Linked DNA regions of Delphinus delphis: region 1 is linked to region 2. The links are chromatin contacts, called in public Hi-C maps. All regions are on one chromosome and are shown on one strand. The core of a region is the stretch at or near the end of the contact, and the rest is flanking DNA. Distances in the headings are between cores, read along the strand shown.

The links. Hi-C and Micro-C count contacts between places; a contact is called where the count stands out from the background.
Region 1: a contact with region 2 is called in a Hi-C map of lung, with 8 times the contacts expected there. The contact joins the promoter of TNRC6B here to the promoter of RPS19BP1 in region 2. A contact is called at or near these places in 3 of 3 Hi-C or Micro-C datasets (lung and muscle).

Annotation. Positions count from the first base shown.
Region 1 is chr11:93,765,264-93,771,291 of mDelDel1.2, forward strand. It overlaps TNRC6B (trinucleotide repeat containing adaptor 6B), which reads left to right and starts at 3,236. Exons shown (of 24, transcript XM_060025704.1): 1 at 3,236-3,441.
Region 2 is chr11:93,351,778-93,358,226 of mDelDel1.2, forward strand. RPS19BP1 (ribosomal protein S19 binding protein 1) reads right to left here and starts at 3,395. Exons shown (of 4, transcript XM_060023964.1): 1 at 3,282-3,395; 2 at 2,992-3,120; 3 at 784-881; 4 at 1-390. The coding sequence starts at 3,333. The coding sequence ends at 256.

The DNA of each region.
Region 1 (6,028 bases), core at 1,986-4,485, 410 kb after region 2:
CCTTTTCAGGGCAGGAATGGACTCCACAGCCACCAAAGCAGCCTGTAAGCCCTCGGGCAGTGAGTACTGCAGACCCCTTTCCTCCCCACCATTCACTGACTCCACACTAGGCTGAGCAAGCCCCAAAGTCCTGTAACAGGTGATAATCTGTCATTTGCTGCGACAGGAAGTTGAAACCATCATCCTCCACAATAAACATTTAGTTGATTTATTGGCTTTCTTCCCGCAAGTAGAGAAAGTGAGAACAGGTTCCATCCAAAGCTGCAGTTCTGAGCAATGAGAGCTATCAAAGTACAGACAAGACCCTAAACCACACCCCACTGTTGTTGGAAGAAATCCATGTGCGGGTCTATTCATAAAAGAGTCTGGGGGCTTCCCTGGTGGCACAGTGGTTGAGAGTCCGCCTGCCGATGCAGGGGACACGGGTTCGTGCCCCGGTCCGGAAAGATCCCACATGCCCCAGAGCGGCTAGGCCCGTGAGCCATAGCCGCTGAGCCTGCGTGTCCAGAGCCTGTGCTCCGCAATGGGAGAGGCCACAACAGTGAGAGGCCCGCGTAACGCAAGAGTCTGGGAAGATACTCTCCTTAATGGCGGTTGGCTCTAGCAGTGGGATTTGAGGGAGATTTTATTTTCTACTTTAAAACTTCTGTATTGTCTGAAATCTTTACTCAATGTTACTTTTATGATCAGAAAAACAGCAATCTTATAGGAAGCACCGGCTTTGGCCACTCCTGGATATTCCTATCCTGCTCCCTGGCCCTAGAGAGCGAGCATTGCAGGTCACCGCACATCCCCAGTCTCTTGCCTAGGTAATCACAATTCATCCTTTAGTTCTTGTAGATGTCACACCTTCAGGGTAGCCATCTTTGTCTCTCCAAGATTGAGTCCCATGTCCCTCCAAGCCATCTGCACTGTGTTTACCTGTTGGTCACCCCCACTAAATCGAGGTTCCTAAAGGCAGACGTGTTTTATTCATCTGTGCAGCCTCTGTACCTTAGGAAAGTGCCAACTAGCTCCATAAATATTTACTGAATAATTATTTATTGGGGGAACCTTATATAATCAGAGCAATTCGAGACATACAAAAATGAAAAAGAAATCATTTGTTTTCAAGGAACTTTAAACTGAGTTGGGGAGACAGGTATGTCCAACAATTAAACTATAAAAACTAGTTTAAGGGTTAAAAATAGAGTTACAAACAACCAACTATGAAAATAAGGAAGTTTTGGGACACTGACCATTTCTCATTCTTTTTGTTTTCTGGTTCAGAATCCCCATATTGGAATGCTAGTATGGGGTATGTAGTTATAAGGATTCAGGTTCTTAGGACCTTTCTTAGAATTTGACTCATGAATTTTCTTCTGTCCTTCTGCTGGCAGTTGCCCTAGGAATACCTGCCATTTAATCTTAATTGATGTTTGTGAAACACTTATCTTCCTCTGCTGAAAGGCTATAAGTGTTGAGCACTATTACTGTGTTACAGTGGTTGTTTTATTATTAAAGCAGTGCCAATGCGGTTACACAACAGCTTGGATCAGGAGAGGAAACAAGGGCAGTGATCCCACTGAAGCTACAGGGGGTGGGGATTTGGGATGGTAAAATGTTAATTACCCGAGACGGAATGCAGGCTATCGTCCAGCACTGTGCTCCTGGAGATCATTTCAGTCCCAGAGCCTGGGGCCGGCTCTCTGGCAGTGGGTCCTAAGCATTCTGCCCTCCCCCGGCTGGAATGTTGGATTCACTTTGCTGAAAGCGGCCACAAAGAATCCAATGGCCACAAGCCAGGAGCACTTGTCTTGCACAGCATCAGGGGCTACTCTGGAAGCTATCCAGGAGCCGAAGGGCTGTTCCGTTTGCATACAGTAAATTATTTATTTCTAAACCGATTTATTCTTTTTCTCTCTTTAGATTCTCTCCTTGTTTCTGCCTCTTGAGGACTCTCTCAAAAGAGAGTGAGCTGGAGATGGATGGGTGTGGGTCAGGAAAGTAGGCTTGAAACAGAAGGCTGGTAGAAGTGTCCATTTATTTATAAAGCCTAGAAAATGAACATAAAGGTAGATAGGCTTCTGGTCAGGAATCACCAAGACTGTTTAATTCAGGGTGGGGAGGAATGGGTGCTGGAGAAGAGGATGCAGTGGAGGCAATGACAGCCTATTCCATAGCTTTAGTCCCCAGCAATGTCACCTCCAGAAACTGAGGAATTTAGCTTCTGATTGAAAGCTTTTGAAGATGTTGGGTTAGCTGATTGGGTACGATTCTAGGCTAAGGGAAAGGCACTAAAGTACAGTGAAAAGAGCGAAGGCTCTGGAGTCAGACAGACCTGGGACCAAATGCTTGCCTACCAACTACATCCTATCTAGGTGACCTTGGGCAAATTTCCTAACCTCTCTGGAGCCTCAGTTTCCTAACTGTAAAATTTAGAGAACGTAAAACTCACAGGTTCAACCGATAGTCCTTGTAAAGAACTCTGCATGGTTGGCACAAAGCGGACATGCAATAAATGGTAATCGTTACTATCGTCAACCACAGGCCAAATGATGGGAGTCATTCAAACTCCCTAGCAAACAATTAACCACAGCACAGCGAATCCAGATCTGACCGACGCGCCTATTTGCCCAATAAGGTACCAGGAAAGAACTCAGTGGAGACACACCAATGGCATTAGCCCTTGTTGTTGGACGGACTTGCTTGCTGTTCCACCAATAGTTTGAAGATTTGACTAGGGAGTGACACGCTGACAGTCCAATGATTCACAACGAGCCCACACTCAGCACTTCGGCGGGGATAAATCAAGGAGCCGGGACGTATAGATTCCGTTATTAGGCAGTACTGGACGGAGAGAGGAGCTTAGGGGAAACAGCGCGAGGGCGAGGCACTAATGAGCTAATAAAAGGAAAAAGACGATGGTTGCGCCAAGTGAGCTCGGCCGCCATCATGCTCTAGTTTCCCCTTCGCCTCTCCGAGTCCGCGACCGAGGAAAAGGTCTCTGGGATGCTGAGGGGGTGTGTCCCCGAATGATTGGCGCAGACAGCTCAGCCAATCGTAGCTCGTCAAACGGAACGCGTTTGACCAATGAGGGGCGACGGCAGCTGGGAGAAATTGGAGGGGCGGAACGGCAGCTTGACGGGCACAAAAGCCAGCCAGTGAGGGCTGGCAGCATCCTCCCTGCGGCCAATGGAGTGGGGCTCTGGGCGGGCCCCCGAGTGTTTGTGTTGTGGTTTTGGGGGAGGGAGGCGGAGGGGAAAGTTTGTTTATTTTGTTTTTAGTTTCTGGGGTCCCCGTGTTTCTCGGAGGTGAAGCGGGAGGGAGTGACCCCCCCCGAGCCCCTCAGTCCCTCTACTACGTCGCCTCCATAGCCTGCAGAGAAGCGGGGACCGCGCGCATCGCGGCGCATCGCCTCACAGCGGAACGCCGCGCACTTGGAGCCGGCACGGCTCAGTGGTAAGTGAGGACCGACGGCCACCGCCGCCCTTCCCCTCCCCCGCTCACCGCCCAGTCAGAGCTGGCCGGCCGGGTGGGCGAGGACGCCCGCGGGAGCGCGCGGCGCGGGGTCGGCCTGTCAAGCTGAGGCGCACCGTGTGCGTGTCCTCGCGAGTGAGCGCGCGCGGCGGGGAGAGGGCCGGAGGGGCGTGAGCGCGCGGGGTCGGCGGGGGTGGCGGCGTTGGGCGCGCGCCCCGCGGGGCGGGCGTCTGGTGGATTTGACCCCGGGGCTGGGAGGGACGCGGGCGACATCCGCTCGCGGGGAAGGGGCGCCCCGAATGGCCGGGCCGGGACCGGCAGACGAGCGCGACTGCGGGCGTCACGCGCCGGCAGGTGTGAGCTGGGGGAGGGCTTCCGGGTGGGCTGGTCGAGTCGAGTTCGCTTCCCGTCGCTGGGGGACCTCGGGGCAGAGAGGGGTCCCCGCGGAGAGCCGAGGCCCGCGGAGGCGCGTCGGGGCCCCTGCCTGGCGGTGGCAGAGGGAGGCGGCAGGCCTCGAAGCCTCCCGGTCCCCACCTGTGTGCAGGACCTGCGTGACGGAGTGAATGCGTTCCCCTGCTGCCGCCCCCACCCCTCCCCCCAGAGCCTTGCGTGTGTGGCCACCTTCGAGAGGCGATTCAACCTCCTCGGGGAAAGGAGGGCGAGGGGAATATCAGCGGACGACCAGCCCGAAGTGTTTCCTGCATTCCCTGGTCCTGCGCCCTTTGGTTTCAAACTAGTGGGTTTCCACAGTGGGCTTAAATCCACTGTAGTGGCTGAAGACACCCAGTAAAGGTAGCCTCTTGTCAGGCTTCTTAAGGACCAGCACATGCTCAGTTCTTTGGGCACCGAGAACTAGTCTGGGTCTTTTCAGGCTGCTTGCTTTCTCATGTATCTTTTGGCTGTTTTATTACTTTTTAGCGTCTGTGCTGGAGGTTGAAGCGAGGGATAAGGTGAATTTCAAGTTGGCCATTTGCTTACAATATAAGCAAAATTATACAACAAAATTGGCCAGAGATGTTTCCCCATGGTCAGTGAGTAAAACGTCATTAATTACTGCCCCCCCCCCCCCGCGCCAGCAGTTAAGCAAACAGAAATGGGATGTATAGAAATCTTACATCTTAGCATTTTGTGCAGGTTTAACAATAGAGGCTATTTCCTTCGTAGTTGTGGGGAATTTCAGTAGGATGATAGTTTCCTATTGATTTGGAGAAGCAGCTTGGCTTTGAAACTATGTTTATTCTTTTGGTAGTGTTTTGTAAATGCCTTTTAAAAAGCAGAACTTTTAGAACATTGACAACTCTACACGTGTGCAGTGTCCCACTCGGTATGTAGTAGGAGAGATGTGAATGTAGTAGGTCCATACACTAAGGCAAGTATGCAGATCGCAAATCAGACTGGCTTGTTCCTCTTGGGATGCCGTGATGATAATAATGATGCCTTTATAGTTTCTTAGTTGTTGACTGTTTTTAAGTGCTTGTCCCAAACATCATTATTTGAGCAAAATAGTTCCTGATAGGACTTAAGGAGAAAAAATTGCCAAGCTGCTTTTCTAAGGTAGCACAGAAATGTCATGCCCTTGGGGAAAAAAGATTATTTTTTTCTCATTCAAATGGAAGCACTTAAAAATGTTTTAAATCAGAACAATATCATTTCTTCAAATGGTAGTAATAATGTTAAGCTAACTTTTTTTTTTTTTTTTGCGGTACGCGGGCCTCTCCCATTGCGGAGCACAGGCTCCAGATGCGCAGGCTCAGTAGCCGTGGCTCATGGGGCCAGCTGCTCCCCGGCATGTGGGATCTTCCCGGACCGGGGCACGAATCCGTGCCCCGTGCATCGGCAGGCGGACTCTCAACCATTGCGCCACCAGGGAGGCCCTAAGCTAACATTTTTTGCGTGTTTTGCATATGCCAACCTGTTTATATTTTTACCTAATTCTTACCTTAAGCCTGCGGGGTAGGTATCATTACTGTTTTATGAGCCTCCAGAAGCCACAGAGCTAGGAAGTTCAAGGGCATCGGTTTAGTCTTAAGTCTGTTTGGTTTCAAAGCCTGTGCTTGTCCCATTTTGCCCCCTAACTTATCCAGAGGAAGAAATGCAGAGTACACTGAAAAGCAGAGAGGGATGGAAAAGGGAAATGCGACTGATGATTAGGTTCCCCATACCTAACTTAAGAAACTCATTCTTAGTTTTTAGAAATTAGGAACATTTTTACTAGTGTTACATCTAAGCTTTGCTTTAATTTCCTCCTTATTTACTTTTCATAAAGATAAATTAAAATGTGTTTAATTCAGAGGTCAAGGCTTTCAGAGCGCTTCGTGCAGATCACTCCAGTACCTTTGCTGTTGTGATTAATCCTGTGTGCTCTTCCAGGGCCCAGGCGTTATTCACTTTTGTATCCAGCAGGGTGCTTACTGTATAGTAGGAGCACAGTAAATATCAGTTGACTAAGGAACAGAGTTAAAAATGTCATGATTTTGGGTTCATTTTAGCAGTTTTAGTTCAATGGGACGATAAGAAAGTGAACAGCTCATGTGCAAAAGGCATGTTTTAGAAGAATACTTAAATGGAG
Region 2 (6,449 bases), core at 2,145-4,644:
GTCCCCAAGGGCCCAGTGACAGGCCTCTCCACAGCAAACAGCCCCGAGGCCCTCCCTGGGCTAAAGCAGACAAAACAGTCCAATGTGTTCCCTTCCAGCAGGCAGGTGGTACCTCTCGAGCCTGCAGATGTCAGTTCGGGTCTGAGCGAAGGTCCTCCCCTGGGCTTCCAGCTCGCCAGCTCCGTGCCAGCCTCCACTCCACGGCTTTCCTGAGCCAGGCTGAGAGGTCCGAGGCGGCTGTGCCCTCCCGGGAGCCTAACTGCCGAAGTACTCCTGCTGGAACTTCTGGAAGTCTTCCTCGGTGAACACGGTGCCCTCGGCCTTCTTCTTCTTCTTAGTCTTGCCCACAGGCCGGTCACAGGCCTTGCGGCCCCGGTCCTGGCGCACAATCTTGGGGGGTGTGAGAGTCAGGAGCCCTGGGTGGGGACTCCCAGCCACTTGCAGCCACACAACCTGGTGCAGCCGACCAAGTGCCACCCTCTCACCTGGCCCTCACACCGTCCCGGGAGGCAGGGCATGTGGTTTCCATTTACAGAGGAGCCAGCGGAGGCCCACAGGGGTCCCAGGGGAGCAAGGCCAGGCCCAGCCTCCCACCTTCCCCACACTGCTCTCGGCCCTCCAGGGGGAGGCCCCTCGCAGCACAGCGGGGTGTCCAGCTCTTAGGAGCCTGGAGGGGCCTCCACCCTCCAGCCTATGCTCAGGGCTGAGACTCCCACAGATCCCAGGAACAGCCTCAGTTCTCACCCCCCAGGTTCCTTCCCACAGCCCATCCCCCTGACGAACCTGCTGGGTGACGGATTCGGCCACTGTGCTTCTTGCACTAGTCATAAACCTCAGGTTTACTCCAAGGTAACCTCGACGCTCTCGCTTCTGGAACTCAGCTGTGGATGGCATCATTTCAGATTCACTCCCTGGAAGCCTTCTGGGTCCCCTCCTGACATCTCCCCACTCCACTCCCCCCTCCCATGGCCCTACCAAAGGCCCTGTCGTCCCTTCCCCAGGCTGCTGCAACAGCCTGGGCTCTTCTGTCAAAACCACACCCCACACAGACCCTGCTCAAAGTCCCCCTTGGTTCCACCTGCTCAAGTGATTTACTCAACAAAGGTGGCCTGGGCACTTACTGTGTGTGTGTCAGCCACTGTTCTAGGTGCAAGAGCACAGAGCAGGAAACAGAACAGACAAAAAGTCCTGCCCTCATGGAACTTCCATTCCGTGGGAAGAGGGATGGTACACAAGGTAAACGGTACTTCAGAGGGTGATCATTTTATGGAGAAAAAGAGAATAGTAAACAGAAATGAGAGATGCTGGGGGGAGGGTTGCAATTCCAAACAGGAGGCTCTGAGAAGGCCTCACTGAAATGAATTCTGAGCAAAGACTGGAGGGAGAGAGTGTGACACTGTGGGAGAAGAGCATTCTGGGTAGAGGGAACAGCCAGTGCAAAGGCTCTGAAGCAGAAGTGTGATTAATGTGCTTGAAGAACAGAAAGTGGTTGGACAGAGAGGGGAGAAGCCGAGGAGACGAAGCTGGAAGGAGCAGATCATGTGGGGCCTGAGCAGGCACCGACAGACTCAGGCTCTCACCCTGGTGGGTGCAGGGCAGAGGAGAGACAGGTCTGACTCAGGATTTTACGGGATCACTTCGGCTGCTATGGTGAGAACAAGATTACTGGGGGAGGGGGCAGTGGAAGGGAGACCAGTTAGGAGGCTTCTGCAACAATCCAGGCAAGAGATGGTGTGTAGCTCAGACCAAGGTGGCAGCCACAGAGGTGTTCTTTAGGTTGGCCACTGAGGGTTGAGAGAGTCCCCTCAGTCCTCAGTCATGTACCATGACAGGGTGGTGGGGCGGGGGCTGGGATGGAGGAGTGACCTCCCTCGGGCCCCTTGTGTGCCTGTTCCACTCCAGCACCACTGTGGCTCAACCCAGGCTCACTTTCCTGCCTCCACACTTTTGCTCATGCTGTATTTCCTCGGAATTCATAGTTCTTTTAACAAACAACTTGAACACCTTTTATGCACGAGGCCCTGGGGATTCAAAGACACACTAGGAGCTCACCAAGTCCTGCCACAGGTCAAAAACACCCTGCATTCCTGCCCACTCCAGCTCCTCAAGTCTGTAGGTCTCGTTAAGTGGCGCCACATCCCCCAAGACATTCCGTACTCGCTGACTCTCTCTGCCTCCATCCTCACAGCCAATTCACCACTGAAGCCATCAATGCCCCCTCCTCACCGCATCTTCCACCTGCACAATTCTCTCATCTCCGCACCATCACCACCGCCCAGGCCATAGCATCTTGAAGCAGTAGGTGGGATCAGGGCTCTGGAGACAATCTGCCTGGTTTCTACCTGTACTATCTGGGCAGGGGCCTGTTTCTGCTTCTGTAAAATGGAGGTGATGATAGTGCCGACCTCACAGGGTTGCTGGGAGCAATTACATGAGCAAACATTTGTACGAGGCTTAGAACAGCACCTGGCACACGGAGTATTAATTTTATTTAATGCTCCGTCTCTGACCCTCGTTCCCTGTATGTCACTTTGACCAGGCTTCTTTTTTTTCAAGATTTCAAAGGCAATAAACTTCTTTCTGACTCCGCATATGCCATTCTCTCTAGAATACTCTTCCCCCGGTTCACTCGTATACTTCCATCGGGTCTGGGCTTAACTGTTGCTTCCTCAGAGAAGCCCGATTTGGCCTTTCATTCTAAGTCCCTCTCAGAGCACCACAGTCTTAATGCATAGACCCTATCACAGCAACCATACGCTGATTTTGAAACTCTTCGATGCTTCTCTCCCTACTAGGGCTGTAGACCTTGCAGGGCGGGACAATGTGATTCGTTCACCTCCGTGTTCCCAGGGTCCCGCCCCACGCCCGTCGCACAGCAAGTATTCTAGAAACTCCTGGGTAACATTTCAAGCCCTCACTCTAGCGCCCCTTCCTCCCCGGCACCGCCCCCCGACCCCGGGAGCAGCGCGTCCAGCCCCTTCCCGAGCTCACCCAGCGCCGATTTGGGCACCTTTCCCTTGGCCGAGTTCCGCAGTTTCTGGGCCTGGGCCGCCTTTGCCTTCCGCGTCCGCTTCATCGGAGCCTCGCTCGTCTTGGTTTGGCCTGGCGCGTCCCTGGGGGCTGTAGGGGAAGAGAGGAACCGACTCGGTTCGGAGGGCGCTCAGGGTTCCCATTCACCGAGGCTAAGCCCGGTCTGGATCGTTCGCACCCTCGGGGCTCCTGCCCCCAGCCCCTGCCGCCTTCCCGCCCAGGCTGGACGTCTCTGGGAAGAAGCTCCTCACCCTCAGGCACCCCCAAAAGCTCCAAACCTCGCCGCAGCAAGGAAACCGACATAGCGGCGCTTAGCTCCGCCCACACGCCTCAACTACTTCCGTCTTGGCCGCCCTTGTCGTTTCGGTGGAAACGCGAGCTAGAACAAAAGGTTCCGCAATGGGCGGGCGGAAGTGCCCACCTTCCTTAGGACGCAGGCGTTAGGTTTATCACTGGGCGGGATCTGGAGGCGGGGCCAACGCGCCGAAGGACGCATTTGTCGTCCAATCGCAACCCCACCGACCCTTTGGGAGCCAGGCCTCGCCTTCTCCCGGAAGCCGTCCACCGCTAGCCCAGCCTGGTGGGTCAGTCCTATCGCGTCAGGCGTCTCAGTAGTGGGCGAGGCCGGGCTCGGGACGGAGTGTTAGTATTCTCAATTTTTACGAAAAAGGGGAATGTATTTTTGGAAGTATTATACTTCAACCAGAGCAACATATCGCACAGATCTAGTTCGGCATGAGAATCCAGCTATCTTCCATTAGAGACATTTGCAAAAATGCAAAACAATATCAGTGTTTTCCCACTATTTCGTTTTGTTTTCATTAAAATATGTCACTTATGTTAATATGCGGGCTTGTTATTGTTGTTTTAAATGAATTAATAAGTATTTTTTAAAATTCTGTTTTAGTTTCTAACATGGTAACTCTTGTTAGTTACACATACAAAAGCTCTTTGGGATCCTGAATTTTTTTAAGAGTAAAGAGTTCTTAGACAAAATAGTTTGAGAACTTCTGGCTTAGAAATTAGTACTCTTCTTGCTGTGGGGAGGAAACCTGTCTTGTTCACTGCTCCATCTGCAGCTCCTAGCCCAGTACTTGGCATGCAGAAGGCACTCAATAAATCAGTGGTGAATGAGGGGGAACCACTGAATTCACCGTACAAACATGTTCTGAGATCCTTTTGTATACATGACACTGTAGAGTGTAGGACATGGAGGTGACTCAGTTGGTCCTTTGTGAATGAACCTCACTAACCTCCGTCAGCTAGTCCAGGAGGGAAAAACCTAAACAGATGTTAATAATAACAGACATTGTGTCAAGGTGCTGTCTTAAGTGTTTCACATTTGTTAACTCACTTATACCACTACTGCCCTCCCCTCCTCTGGAGCAGGAACAACTGCTTCCCCCATTTTACAAATGAGGAAAGGGGCACAGAGAGGCCAAGGAACCTGTCCAGGTCACAAGGTGGTGTCAGAGCTGGGAATCAAGACAGACAGCCTGGCCTGAGCAGTTATGCACTGCTCCCCAGTGCCACCCACCCAGGAGAGCATTGCAGGGGCGCTGGGTGGGAGTCAGGAGGACTCTGGAGGAGAAGAGGAGCTGGCCATGTGGGAGGGGAGTATCTCAGGCAGGAGGATTCTGTAGTGAGGGCATGTCCCTTGGGACAGGAGTGGCCCCAGAGGAGCAAGGAGGGCTGCATGGTTTCATTGGCATCAAGCTCCACGGATTTGCCCTGAGGGTTGTGGGTCCCCTGGAGCTCAGTGATGCTGTCAGACAGGCTCTCTCCTGCTTCTGAAATAGCCAGATTGTTTTTTAATTTCTTTTATTATCTTCATTTATTGTTTTTAATTTTTTTTTTTTGTTGTTGCACCGAGTCCTAGCTGTGGCAGGAGGGCTCCTTAGTTGTGGCATGCGAACTCTTAGTTGTGGTATGCATGTGGGATCTAGTTCCCTGAGCAGGGATCAAACCTGGACCCCCTGAACGAGGAGCATGGAGTCTTAACCACTGCCCACAAAGGAAGTCCCACTCATTTATTGTTTATTGACTGTTTCCTCACCCATTCTCCACTGTAAACTCTACAAAGGCAGGGATCTTTCTTTGTTCACCAGCGCCTGGAACAGAGCCTGGCATACAGTAAGGGCTCCATAAATGCACGAATCAGATAGATGAAGGCAGAGATGTCCAGGTGGGATGAGTGAGTCCGCCCCTCAGGAGGGCAAAGGACCAAACTCCACCGTACCTCTTTCTCCTCCCGACCTGGGGTGGTCAGAACACGGTCCCCAGGGTGGAGGGACATTTTGTGTTCCAATGTCCCAGCGAAGCAGTAGATTCTTGCAGCGTCTCTGCCAAACTCTGGAGGGGCCGAGCGGCCACTCTGGCCACTAGGTGGCGCCGCAGGACAGCTTTCTCACGCGGCGCGGCACCGTGATCTGGTCCGCCGCCGTCCAGGCTGGGGTGTCCGAGAGTGGGGTCTGGACGCCCCTCGACGTCAGCTGGCTCTTTGCGGCCAGCCCTGCGTGGCCCTGGCTTCCGGCTGTCCCTGCCCCGCGGCCTTCCAAGACTGAATGGGGAAGCTGAGGCAGAGCCACCAGGCTGGGCTGCCCAGCGGGGACATGAGGCTTTCTTCCGGAAAGGTGTGCACATGACAGCTGGGCACTCACTCGCTCAATCCCTTAATAGACAGTGCCTCAGTTTGTTCATCTGTTAAATGGGACTTAGCTCCGTAATAAAGTGGGTGTGAGGAGCAAGTAAGTTAATACGGGTAAAGCTCTTATTACCCGAATAGGAACTGGGTGGGTCAGTGATGTTACAGACGGGTCCGCCCCACTCTGAGCAAGAAAGAGGTGCCCGCATATGGGCACCTAAAAAGTGCCAGGCCTGTCTTGGACCCCTGATGGGACAGGCTGTGAAAGGGCAGCTCCCTCCTGCTCTGTCCCTGTCCCTGTGGGGGGTGGAGGGCGGGAGTCGTGAGGTCTCACAGGTGGGTTTCTGTCCTGGTTGCCTGGCTTCAGGGTGCTTTCCTGCCCTCAGCCTCATCTACACGTGGGAACGCTGGGCCCTCGCCCTTCTCTGGATGCCCCTCGGTGCCTGCTCAGCCCAGGCCCTGGGCCACACAGAAGGAGCATCACAGTGAGGTGGCCACCTCCCTAGCCTCTGTCGCCCACGTGCCCCATCCCGGTCTCCTTCCTGGCCTTTCTGGAACCAACTTAACCTCACTAGGCCTTGGTGGGGGGAACCCCAAGGCTCAGAGGGAGGTAGAGTCTTCTGCAGGGTCACAGGGTATTTCAAGAGCAGAGGGAAAACTAGAACCCAGGTCTCTGAGTCCTGAGCAATAGCGTGGGTGAGCGTGTGTGTGTGACCTTTTTGAATTGTGTGTTGGGGGGGACACCTGGGATCTTGTAATTTGCTTTTGCCTCCCC